2 separate regions of the Mus musculus genome follow, and region 2 is linked to region 1. The links are chromatin contacts, called in public Hi-C maps. All regions are on one chromosome and are shown on one strand. Each heading gives the region's core, a stretch centred on a gene start, on an enhancer-like site or on the middle of the called end of the contact. The rest is flanking DNA. Distances are from core to core; before and after follow the strand shown.

Evidence for each region. A called contact is a pair of places that touch in the nucleus more often than the background predicts.
Region 2: a contact with region 1 is called in a Hi-C map of neural progenitor cells, with 3 times the contacts expected there. The contact joins two enhancer-like sites. A contact is called at or near these places in 4 of 484 Hi-C or Micro-C datasets (brain, cerebral cortex and neural progenitor cells).

Annotation. Positions count from the first base shown.
Region 1 is chr14:93,377,959-93,383,178 of GRCm38.p6, reverse strand. All of the region lies in intron 3 of Pcdh9 (protocadherin 9), which reads left to right. Among named protein-coding and RNA genes, the nearest start is that of Gm23509, 240 kb to the right of the region's middle. Within about 2 kb of position 2,253, at least 16 of the 459 cell types and tissues checked have an H3K27ac peak or open chromatin away from gene starts, as enhancers often do. A contact at or near this core is called in neural progenitor cells, where this site is marked.
Region 2 is chr14:93,540,901-93,546,120 of GRCm38.p6, reverse strand. All of the region lies in intron 3 of Pcdh9 (protocadherin 9), which reads left to right. Among named protein-coding and RNA genes, the nearest start is that of Pcdh9, 350 kb to the left of the region's middle. Within about 2 kb of position 2,385, at least 47 of the 459 cell types and tissues checked have an H3K27ac peak or open chromatin away from gene starts, as enhancers often do. A contact at or near this core is called in neural progenitor cells, where this site is marked.

The DNA of each region.
Region 1 (5,220 bases), core at 1,004-3,503:
CTACTTTACTTACTACAAATTTCCAAGCAATGTCTCAAATTGTACAAGAATTTAGGCAGTGCTCCATGGTACAAAACTAGGTTAGCCAAAACTTTAGATGAAGTGTTATGAAAAAATAGGTTTTACTTTCCCTGTGAACCAAATATTATACAAGTATAGAAAAGTGGCACAGTATCTTTCCACATCAGTGGAAGAACACATTTTTATTTTGAGAGATGTCATATATTCAGTGAAGTTAAAGGTAAATATGTATCATTTCGTGGAGTAAGAAAAGGATGCTTATTATGAATTTACAAAATATTATTACATTATGTAACTTAAAAATATGTCATTTTATATTCAGTATTTTAAGGCATTCAACACAGTTTTTTTTATATATATATATAATGTGTGTGTATGTTTGTGTGTGCATGTGGTGTGTATGTGTGTGTGTTTTCACCTTGTTCCTGTTCCCTTCTAAAGAATTCGAATTTCTTTGACTGTAAAATATGTGGGTTTATTTTCCCAATGATAATTATAGTGATTGAGTTTATTTTTCTCTGAGATATCAAGAGAGATATTATAGTAATTTTCAAATGCAGAAGTATCTGCTAAATCATATTCCAATGTTTATCACGTAAAAGTCTGAAATAATAAGAAAAAGGTAAATTATTTTAATTCATATTTTAACCCTAGATTAACAAAATACTAGAGGAATAATGTTTTGATAATGAATTAGACTGGGTGTTTTTTCATTACCAAAGACTAAGCTGTTCATAGTAGCAGAAATCCACTACTTTTCATTCTACCTATCTCAATAAATGCACATACCACCTGAAAAGAAGAAAATAATAAAAGCTTATACTAACTATCTGACCCCAGAACCCTGAAACTTTCCAAAAGGCTTGTAGAAAATTGTCACAGACTGCAGTCAGGTTGATATCCTAAGACCAAGATGGACTGCCCACAGAGACTCTTCAAATTCATTCTAAGCAGGCACTAAGACATACGTCACCTAGAAATGCATTTTTTCTTAGTAGAAAGAATTTGATGGAGAGTTCCAGAAAAGCTTATTTCTGACCCTCATCTTGACATGTATCAGCAGCAATATTTTGACAACTCAGTTTCCACTTTTGGAAAAAAAACAAATGAAGTTTCCCTTAGGTGACCTTAAAACTTCAGCTAAAGTGACTTTTAAAATTGCCTTTAGTGGCATGCCAGCAGCACTTACACCTGGTGTCTTTCCTTTTGTTTCTATGTCCTTCTCTATTCCTAAGCTGTGGCAGGTCTGCTATATACCTTAACTGCTGGCTTCTTGCAAGAGTGAAGTGGCTGGCGTGGCCCTTCATCCAAATAAGAAGCTAATAGAGCCTTTTACACAACTTTAAATTGTAATTGTTGAAAGAATAACTGACCATTAACCTCTCTTCAGTTATAAAAATCTCAAAGCTTGTGTGGAGTGTCACCTAATTTCCTCCTAACATATAAACAGTCTATTCCATAAGTCCACGCTCCGTTCCTGTGTAGAGATCTTTCATTGGCCTACAGATTACTTGGGTGTTTATGGAATAAAATTCTGCAAACAGATAAACCTCATCAAATTCCCTTTCTGTTTTTAATTCTCAAAGGATGGATTTCTTTCAGTTGACGAGATAATATCCAGGATATATCTTAAGTCCTAGTCTTTATGTATATAGATATAAAGGGGAAAAATAGGATGGGTGGGGGGAAGCTAAAAGGACAAATTCAACATCATTCCAGTCCGTGCCCTGAGTTTTCTCAAGTAGATGGCACTGTTTTGTCAACAGCTCCATCTGCAGACCAGGGACAGCTGTGACTCTTGCTTAGTGATGAGGTCATGACGCCTCTGCTTTCAGCCTGCAGCTTGCCTATTAAAATTTGATTTGAAAGGCAGCACCTGATGTCATCTTTTTTAAGGTTTTTTTTTTTTTCGGCAATGTCAGGTTTTATATAATTTCTGAAAAAAAAATAGCTTTAGGCTCTGTGAATGGAAATTCCTAGAGAGGGGAGCCAGGAGGGAAAGCCAGCAATGAAGCAGGGTAAACTTTTCCATCAATTGTTTAGTTTAGTACACAGAATCCTGAAATGTTGTGGTCTATCTGGGTACCCCCCCCCCCAGGAAGGCTGTTTCTAAGCAGCCCTGGTTTCAGCATTCTCTCTGGTGATACAGTGACAACAGTTCAGGTCCCACAGCAGATGCTGCAGTCTTCTTAGTCATTTAAATAATGTGTGCTCCAACAACAAGACTGTCAGCAGCGACTCCACACTGAAGGAGAGGCTGGAAAGGGGAGTTCAGCTCAGTCACACTTTACAGTACTTGGACATAGAAGTCTTTGTGTTTGGAACACTAGAGGGCTGTATAAGTCTTTATTTTATTTATTTATTTTTTATTTTTAAAACCTTTAAGGGTACTAAGTTTTTTAGGTTGATGGAGTTGATATGAACTGATTTAACATGAAATCTGAGTATTTGAAAAAGCAAAGAGAATTAACCAGGGTAACAAATCTCTAATGAGAAACACATACATATATATCTGCACACACAGCCATATACAACACATATAGTGTTTATATATTCCATTGCATGGAATAATTACTGTACTTGAAAATCCTTGTTTAACAAACCTGGTGCTTTTCAATGGAAATATATTTCCAATTGAAATAATTGCATATTTTCTTACATGTAATGTATTTACATGTAAATAATATATTTGTACAATAACAAATTGAGAGCATGAGACCAAATCCGAAGTTATAGTGAAGTTGCTGTCATTGAAAACCTAAAAACCTAATACAGGTAATAGCTGACAAAATTCTTTGAAGACATGCAAGCGCTATAAAACTGGAGGTTGTCCATATCATTGCTGTAAGTCATAATGTCCCATGGTGTAATGATTTTCAGAGAGGTGTTCTGCTAACGTTAGGGAACTCTGCACCTTTACTGAAATATTTGATGCTAAATAAGGATATAATAGTGTATACTCCTTACCAATTCTTGTTGGCGTCAATGTTACTATCACGAGCATTTATAATTATAAATGTATTTGCACGTTCTGTATTCAGGCAAGAGGACAACAATCGATACTTTATATGTATACATACACTCTACTCTAAAAAGTAGACATCATACACATATCCTTAAAGCCACCACCACTGAACAAAAGTTAGAAAGATAAGAAGACAAGAGCAAAATGCATGGGATCCAAATAGTTTATTTAATTATCATGGACCTAAGTTTCCAACTCTGATGTGGAGTAAGGTAGAAGTTATTGATGCTACAGGGAGAAAGACAGTGATTCTTAACCGTTTCTAATAAAAATAAGAGGATGGAACCAAGTACAAATACATTCAGTCAGGAGTGGAAAACAAAAATCCAATGATTTATAGAAGGAGCATGGTGAATAAGGTTTATTTTTAATTAATTAATTAGTTAATTAATTAATTAATTTTAAAGTCCAGATTTTATTCCCCTCCCAGTCCACCCTCTGACTGTTCCACATCCCATAATACCTCCCTGCCCCATCCCCCCAGTCTCCACAAGAATGTCCTCACCCTCACTCCGCAACCCATAAGAACTCTAAACTCCCTGGGGCCTCCAGTCTCTTGAGGGTTGCATGCATCTTCTCTGAATGAACCCAGACCCGGCAGTCCTCTGCTGTTATATGTGTTGGGGTCTTCATATCAGCTGGAGTATGCTGCCTGATTGGTGGTCCAGTGTTTGCAAGATCTCGGGCATACAAGTTAACTGAGACTGCTTGTCCTGCTACGGGGTCACCCTCCTCCTAAGCTACTTCCAGTTTTCCCCTAATTCAACCAGAGGGGTCAGAGAAAAAATATGGATGAAGGTATGAATAGAGAAGGAAATATTAACAAAACCTTCCCAATGAAGGAGACCATTAATAAAGAGGCTTTGGATTTTGGTAGCATGACGAGGCAAAATTAAATGTTGTTCCTAAATAAAGATTTTGGAAACTTATACTCTAAGAACTTCGATAAATCAAGACAGAATAAGTAAGACAAAAGCGCTCGCCTTAGGACTGGACATGGAAACCCAACACAAGTTAAGTAGTCCCAAGAACAGGCAAGAGAGTCAGGGAAACTCCAGGTCTACTGCGAGGAATTCCCCAGAACACTAAACTAACAGCTACAACGCATAAGTAGAAGACCTGATGCAGACCCATACAGGCCCTGTGCATACCAGTTCAGTCTCTGTGAGCCCATATGAGCATTGCTTAGTTGGTTCACTGGGGCGTCTTTTATTAGTGTCCTCCATTTTCCTCGAGTCCTACTATCTTTCCTCCCACTCCTTCATGGGTTCTCTGAGCTCTGCGAGAATGACCCAATGGAGACCTCCAAGTTAGACTCCCTCTCCACATGAGCCTGGCTGTGGATGTTTGTACCCAGTCCCAACTTCTGCCAGAGGAAGAAGCCACTCTGATGGTGACTCGAGAAGATTTTTAAAACAATAAAAGTTTCCTTTCTAAATGGAGCATACTGAAGTCTACCATCCTTTGCCATTCACAATTATCACTTAGATATGTAAACACCAATACTATGATTATATGGGTGAACTATATGAGTGAAATTAAAGTCTTAAAACCGTGGATCACCTTTTTGCTTTAACTGTGTAACTATTTTCACCTAGAATATAACATTCATTGCTTGACAATGAGGCTCAGGTAGGAAATCCCAGCTAGCATTTAGAAAGCTGAGGTAGAAAGATCAGCACAACTTTGAGACGATCCTGCTCTACAGTCTGTGCTATACTGTGTGACTTCATTTCAAGCACACACCTGTCCCCTCTACACACACTGCAAGTACTAGACACTAAGGTTCTCGAGAACAAATATGAAGTTGTGAATGAACAGTGGAAAACAGAGCAAGTGAGATGCACAGGGTGGACCTATGTCTACAAGGAGGGATGAAATTACAAAATTGACAATAGGTAAACACATGGTGCCAATAACCACAGGATTTTCTATTTCAGAATATGGAAAAAAAGCTTCGAGACAAAAAATATATAATACTGTAGCAAAGCCTATACAATAAAATAAGTAGAAAACCCACTGAAACTATAGATACTAATGATTCTTAATATAATGTATACATTAAGTATATTTTACATATTAGAGGATGACTAATAAGATTATGATTTAAAATACCATAAGAGTGATCAATGAGTATTATTTTTTCGTCCCTTTCCCAGTAGTGCTGTACTTAG
Region 2 (5,220 bases), core at 1,136-3,635, 160 kb before region 1:
AGTTACATTCTACTGCGTGACAATACAATAAAATAAAACGAAGAGAGCTAGATATATGTATAGTTTAAGTAAGCCCGATAACTTCTATAAGTGCCTTTTGCAGCCTTAGCTGGACAAAGACATACTCCGTCTGCAAAGTAATCATGGCTGTCTCAATAAACCTCAGCCTCTAACAGTTCTCAGCACATTTACTTTCTCAACACGATGCTACATTACTGCTATCTCCTCGATTATGGCCGGAGTTCCTAGCAGTTATTGATAACCACAGCACAGGCTTTCTATCTCAGCCGGCCCAGGCAGGAGGAAGGCAATCAGAGCAGTGAGCTCCCTAACCCGGGTGTGTTTTCTTGAAACTCAAACATTGATGACTCAGTTTTACAATGGAGCTTGTGATTCGCACTGTGCAAAAACTTCCCATGTCATCTTTATTTTTAGTTCTTTGGCACAAGTATAGAAAATTATTGTAGAAAATATCACAGCTTCCATAATGAGGAGCTTTGTCTGCTCTTAGGAGATTTATAGTGTTGAAAAAAATAAAAACCCACAAACATTTCTCAATGCATTTCTCCATGTACAGGGGCAGATAAACATCTGTTTACTGTACAAATGATGCAAATTTGAGGGATAGTTTCACTTTAATGTCCCCTTTCCTACCTTCTCCCATTCTTCAGGCATTGTTGCTTTAAAAACATCCTCTCTTCTCTCAAGCCTGCCTTTTTCTTCAAAATACTCTTCTGAATTTCATGTGCATCTTCAAAGTGCAGAGCTAAGCTAAGTTAGGTGAATATGTGGTGGATGGAGCTGACAATTTTGACTGTCTTCTCTTCCGCATCCTTTTCACTGTGATGTTCCTGAGTGAAACGAGTCAGTGTAACAGCCTGTGGTGTCTGCAAGCTGAATGCAGTAAACCCCATGCCATGGAGCTTTGATGTGTTAAGCTGACTGGTCAAACACACACACACACACAATATGGGGATAATATAGCAGAACATTGCCTATTTCTTAATGAATCAGTGTAATTTACAAACCACAGAAAAGTATTCCTAACTGAAAAAGTGATATTGCAATGCTTAGGTCTGCTAATGTAGATTTTCAGATATTATTTTTTTTGTATGGAAAATGCCATTCACATTTTGCAATTAAGTTATTTTGGTAGCTTTAGAACACTGGGCGTGCCTTCATCTCTAAATCAGTACCTAGTTTATTCCTGAGAGATGTCATGAATTAAAGAAATGAACCCAAGACTGAGGTAATCTTTATAACAAAGATACTTTGTAATTATTACTTCAGACAGAATGTTGATGTAACAGTGAGACTATAGGTATCATGTGTGTATAGCAGCAGCTTCAAGTAGATGTTTTGGTGATTTCTGATGTTTATGAGTACATGGTATTTATCCTTTAAATCTGTACATTCTTTATTTTAAAGGTTCAAAGTGAAAATTTTTTGTTTTCTATTTCATGATTGAGAGAGAGAGAGAGAGAGAGAGAGAGAGAGAGAGAGAGAGAGAGAGAGGTCGTATTTTATTTTATTTATTTTATTAGACAGTGTGCTCTCCTCAGATTTCAATGAGAAGGTACTTCGGTTCTTTAATCCTCGTGGCGGTGATAGTAAAGTAAAGAGGAATGAAAGGCAGGCAACCAAAACACCATCACTCCATTAATGACACTGGAGCGCTCAGCTCTATTGGGATGTTGCCCAGACATCTACTAATAGAAGCCATGGTTCAGGATGTGAACTTGGCATTGGCTGCCAAAATCACAAATCTGCGAAGAAAGCATTGCAGAAGAATGTCTGGATTAATTTAAGAAATTATCCAATATTGAAAATGGGAGTTTCCCTATTTGCTGGTAGATACATTAGAGACAGAGGTAGAGAATATAACAGAATGAAAATAGAATAAAAAGATTAGAAATACAAAGTACACACCTCAATACTGTATTGAGTAAAAGGCCAGGAATGTATGTATTTCAGAATGAATAAATTAGGCCAATGGCCAGAGAGTTCTATGTTACAATTGGCTTTAAAGGATTTCGTTCTCGAATGTTAAGTAACTTCTGACAAATGTGAGTTTTCTTACGAAGTTACTTGGTTGTATGGTTCTACAAATGCCCGAGTGCTTGCCGTGATATTTAGACATTCACTAACACTGCTATAATAATTGGCATTATTATTTTTGTATAAATGAGTGTTATTGTTCCCTATTCATTCTAGCACATGCGGGAACAAACAGAAATGTGCTCTTTGGGAGTGGAAGGAAGAAAACAGATTCTCTGTTCACATTGGGCTACTGCCCAGACCGAACAGAGGATCTCTCAGCTGGGGCCAGCAGCTTTCGTGGCCTCTGGCTAACACAAACTCCTCAGTGGCCTTTCAGAGCCACTTAGAATCAAGTTCCAGAAGTCTGTGAGTGGAGGCTGCAGCTGCAGACACTGAAGGACACCTATGTGGCCCTGCACACATACCACTGCCTGCTTTCTGATTCTAATTCTGCTGGTGTATTGAAGAGAAGACTGGAGGTTTAAGGACTGGGAATGTTTCTGACATACCTCCCTCTCTCTCTCTCTCTCTCTCTCTCTCTCTCTCTCTCTCTCTCTCTCTCTCTCTCTCTCTCTCCCTCTCTCTCTCTCTCTCTCTCTGGGCTACCATAGAGTAAGATAAACCTTTTTATAGGCACCAAAAGGCAATAGTACAGATTGAGCTCAATACCATCTTTGTTCTTTAAAAACAAAACGTAGGACTAAATGCAGAACCTCATTTTATAAGTTTAATGGTCCAGCCAAAGCAAAATGAATCAAGAGAACAGAAAGAGAAAGGAGGCCGATTCTGATAATTGTGTTTGAGTTTACACTGAACATTTAAGCCTAATGTCAGAATCAGTTCATGGTGAAAGCTTTTCCTGCTGAGGGACTTCACTAAGAGGAAAATAACATAGTATTAAAAAAATGTCTATACCAGGATGCTGCTTATGTGAACAGGGCATGAAACATAAGGGAAAACTAGAAAAAAAATCCGGCAGAGATATCCTAAAATAGAAATGGTTTTTACATATAGCACCGTTTTATGAGAAGAAATTAGATGCTTTCCTGAGTCCAAGGTATTCAGAGACCATCAGAAAACTATATTTACTTTCAGCATTATTATAATCTCTACAAGTGATTTAAATATGTGTATATATATCAATGTAGAAAAGATATATATATTAATCTACTACATAGTAAAAGTCACTTATGAAAATGAAAGCTTTTAGAACTTATTGACGTACGTTGGACTGGTATGGCATAGCTCTTCTTCTCTTTCCAGACCAGCATTATATTTATTCAATGCTAAGCTCAGGAAACTTTTACTTTAAAAAAAGATGAAAAAGTCAAAAGGAAAAAATCATGATAATGTGAAGATATTCTCTAATATATTATTGTTTTGTTCACATGAAGGTAAATTTGTGTATTTTAAATAAGTGAAATGCATGGCTTTGAATTGTATCAGAATAATGTCTTTTTAGAAATTCCAAACAAAGAATCCATATTTCTTTTTATATTTTCCTGAGAAACAGCATGTGAATTGGTATGCTCTTTCTGCCAGTTGTGTGTGTAGTTCACAATGTTTTCACATGAGCTTTTTTGTTTTTTAAATGATGGAGACATAGTTTTTAGAGACACGCAGTCATGGAAAGAGAAAGGCAAGCATTCGTTGACTGTGCTGAGGTAATAAAGGACCCTTATTTTATTTTTTTATTAAAGGTTTCTGTTCTGTTTTCCATTTTCCCAACATGTTTCTATTAATGTGTAATATCTATACATTTTGATGAGTTTAGGTATGATATCTCAATACATATATTTAATCCAATCTCTATTCATTATTCCTTCTGTGCTTCTCTACTATCCATTTATTAATGTCTTGCTATGAGAACAATCATGCAAAACTTGTACTTCTGTATAAGTTTAGTTTATTTAAGGAGGTATCTCACATTATTGTGAAGTGTTTCTCTGTAAGACAGAGTTTTACTGTATCTTATGTCTAAATAGCTTCACAGATCTATACATATCAGAACTGATAATGATTTAATTTGACTATGTTCTACCTCTTTTCCATAGCGGCACAAGACTACATGTGCAGTTTTCTTGTTTATATGTTAAGTCCATACTCTTTGACTAAAGGTGCCTTTCAATTTGAAAATTTAAAGACATTAAAATTTGATCAGTATACCAAAGCATTTTTTAAAGGTTGTCTGGTTTCACTGCTAATACAATATATCTACTTTTAAAAGCTATGCTCTTTTAATTTTAAAAGTCCCTTGCTTAGGCTCTCTTCCTTTGACTTCCTTACCCTCACAAATTAACATAGTTACTAATAACCAACTGCCTGTGCTCAGATCCACAGGAGTCACAGGATTTTTTTCAATATTTTAAGCACTTCATGTTTCTTCATGAATGCAAGATGTTACTAGCAAGCACCTAGAGAATCATGAACATAGTGTAACAAAGGACAATGATGGGATGACTCGTTTATAAATAACCTTGCAAGACTTAAAGAAAGGAGATGAGTTTCTGCATGGTGAGAAGTCAGAGAACTCAGAATACATAACATTTAGCCTTGTTGAGTGATGCCTAGGAATTTAGTATGTGTGCCAATGGAAGCATAAAACCTCTAGCAAGGGAGATGATGGGGTGGGAAGGGAAAGAGTTAAGTTGTAAGCATGTAGTTGTGGAGTGGAGGTGCTGGGCAGCTTGCAGGATTTGGGTGGAACAAGGTCTTTTGAACAATGCATACCGGGGTTTGTTCTGAAGAAAGCAGCAGCAGCAGGCATACAAGCAAGCAAAGCTCCAGCAAAACAAAGTCAAATAGCTCAGCTTCCAGATTCCTTTCCAGGATGGCTGCTTTCTTCTTTTTACAAGCTAATGTCTTTCCTTGCTCTCACAGATAGTGAATCATTAGAAAAATACCAACTGCACATAGGACCACTATTGTAAGCAACAACTGATGTAACTACCGTTGCATATATTCAGCTTGAGAATTGCTGAGTGCGATTATCTTCAGGCTACAAATATAATATAATACTATCTTTTGTTAGAGAAAGGAAGATATAGGTATTCAAAATTCTATGGAAACCTGAAACTGGGACACAGTCTTTCAAGTAAACAAATCAAATAGATCTTGATCTCTCTCTTTCTTCTCTCTCTTTCTTCTCTCTCTTTCTTCTCTCTCTTTCTTCTCTCTCTT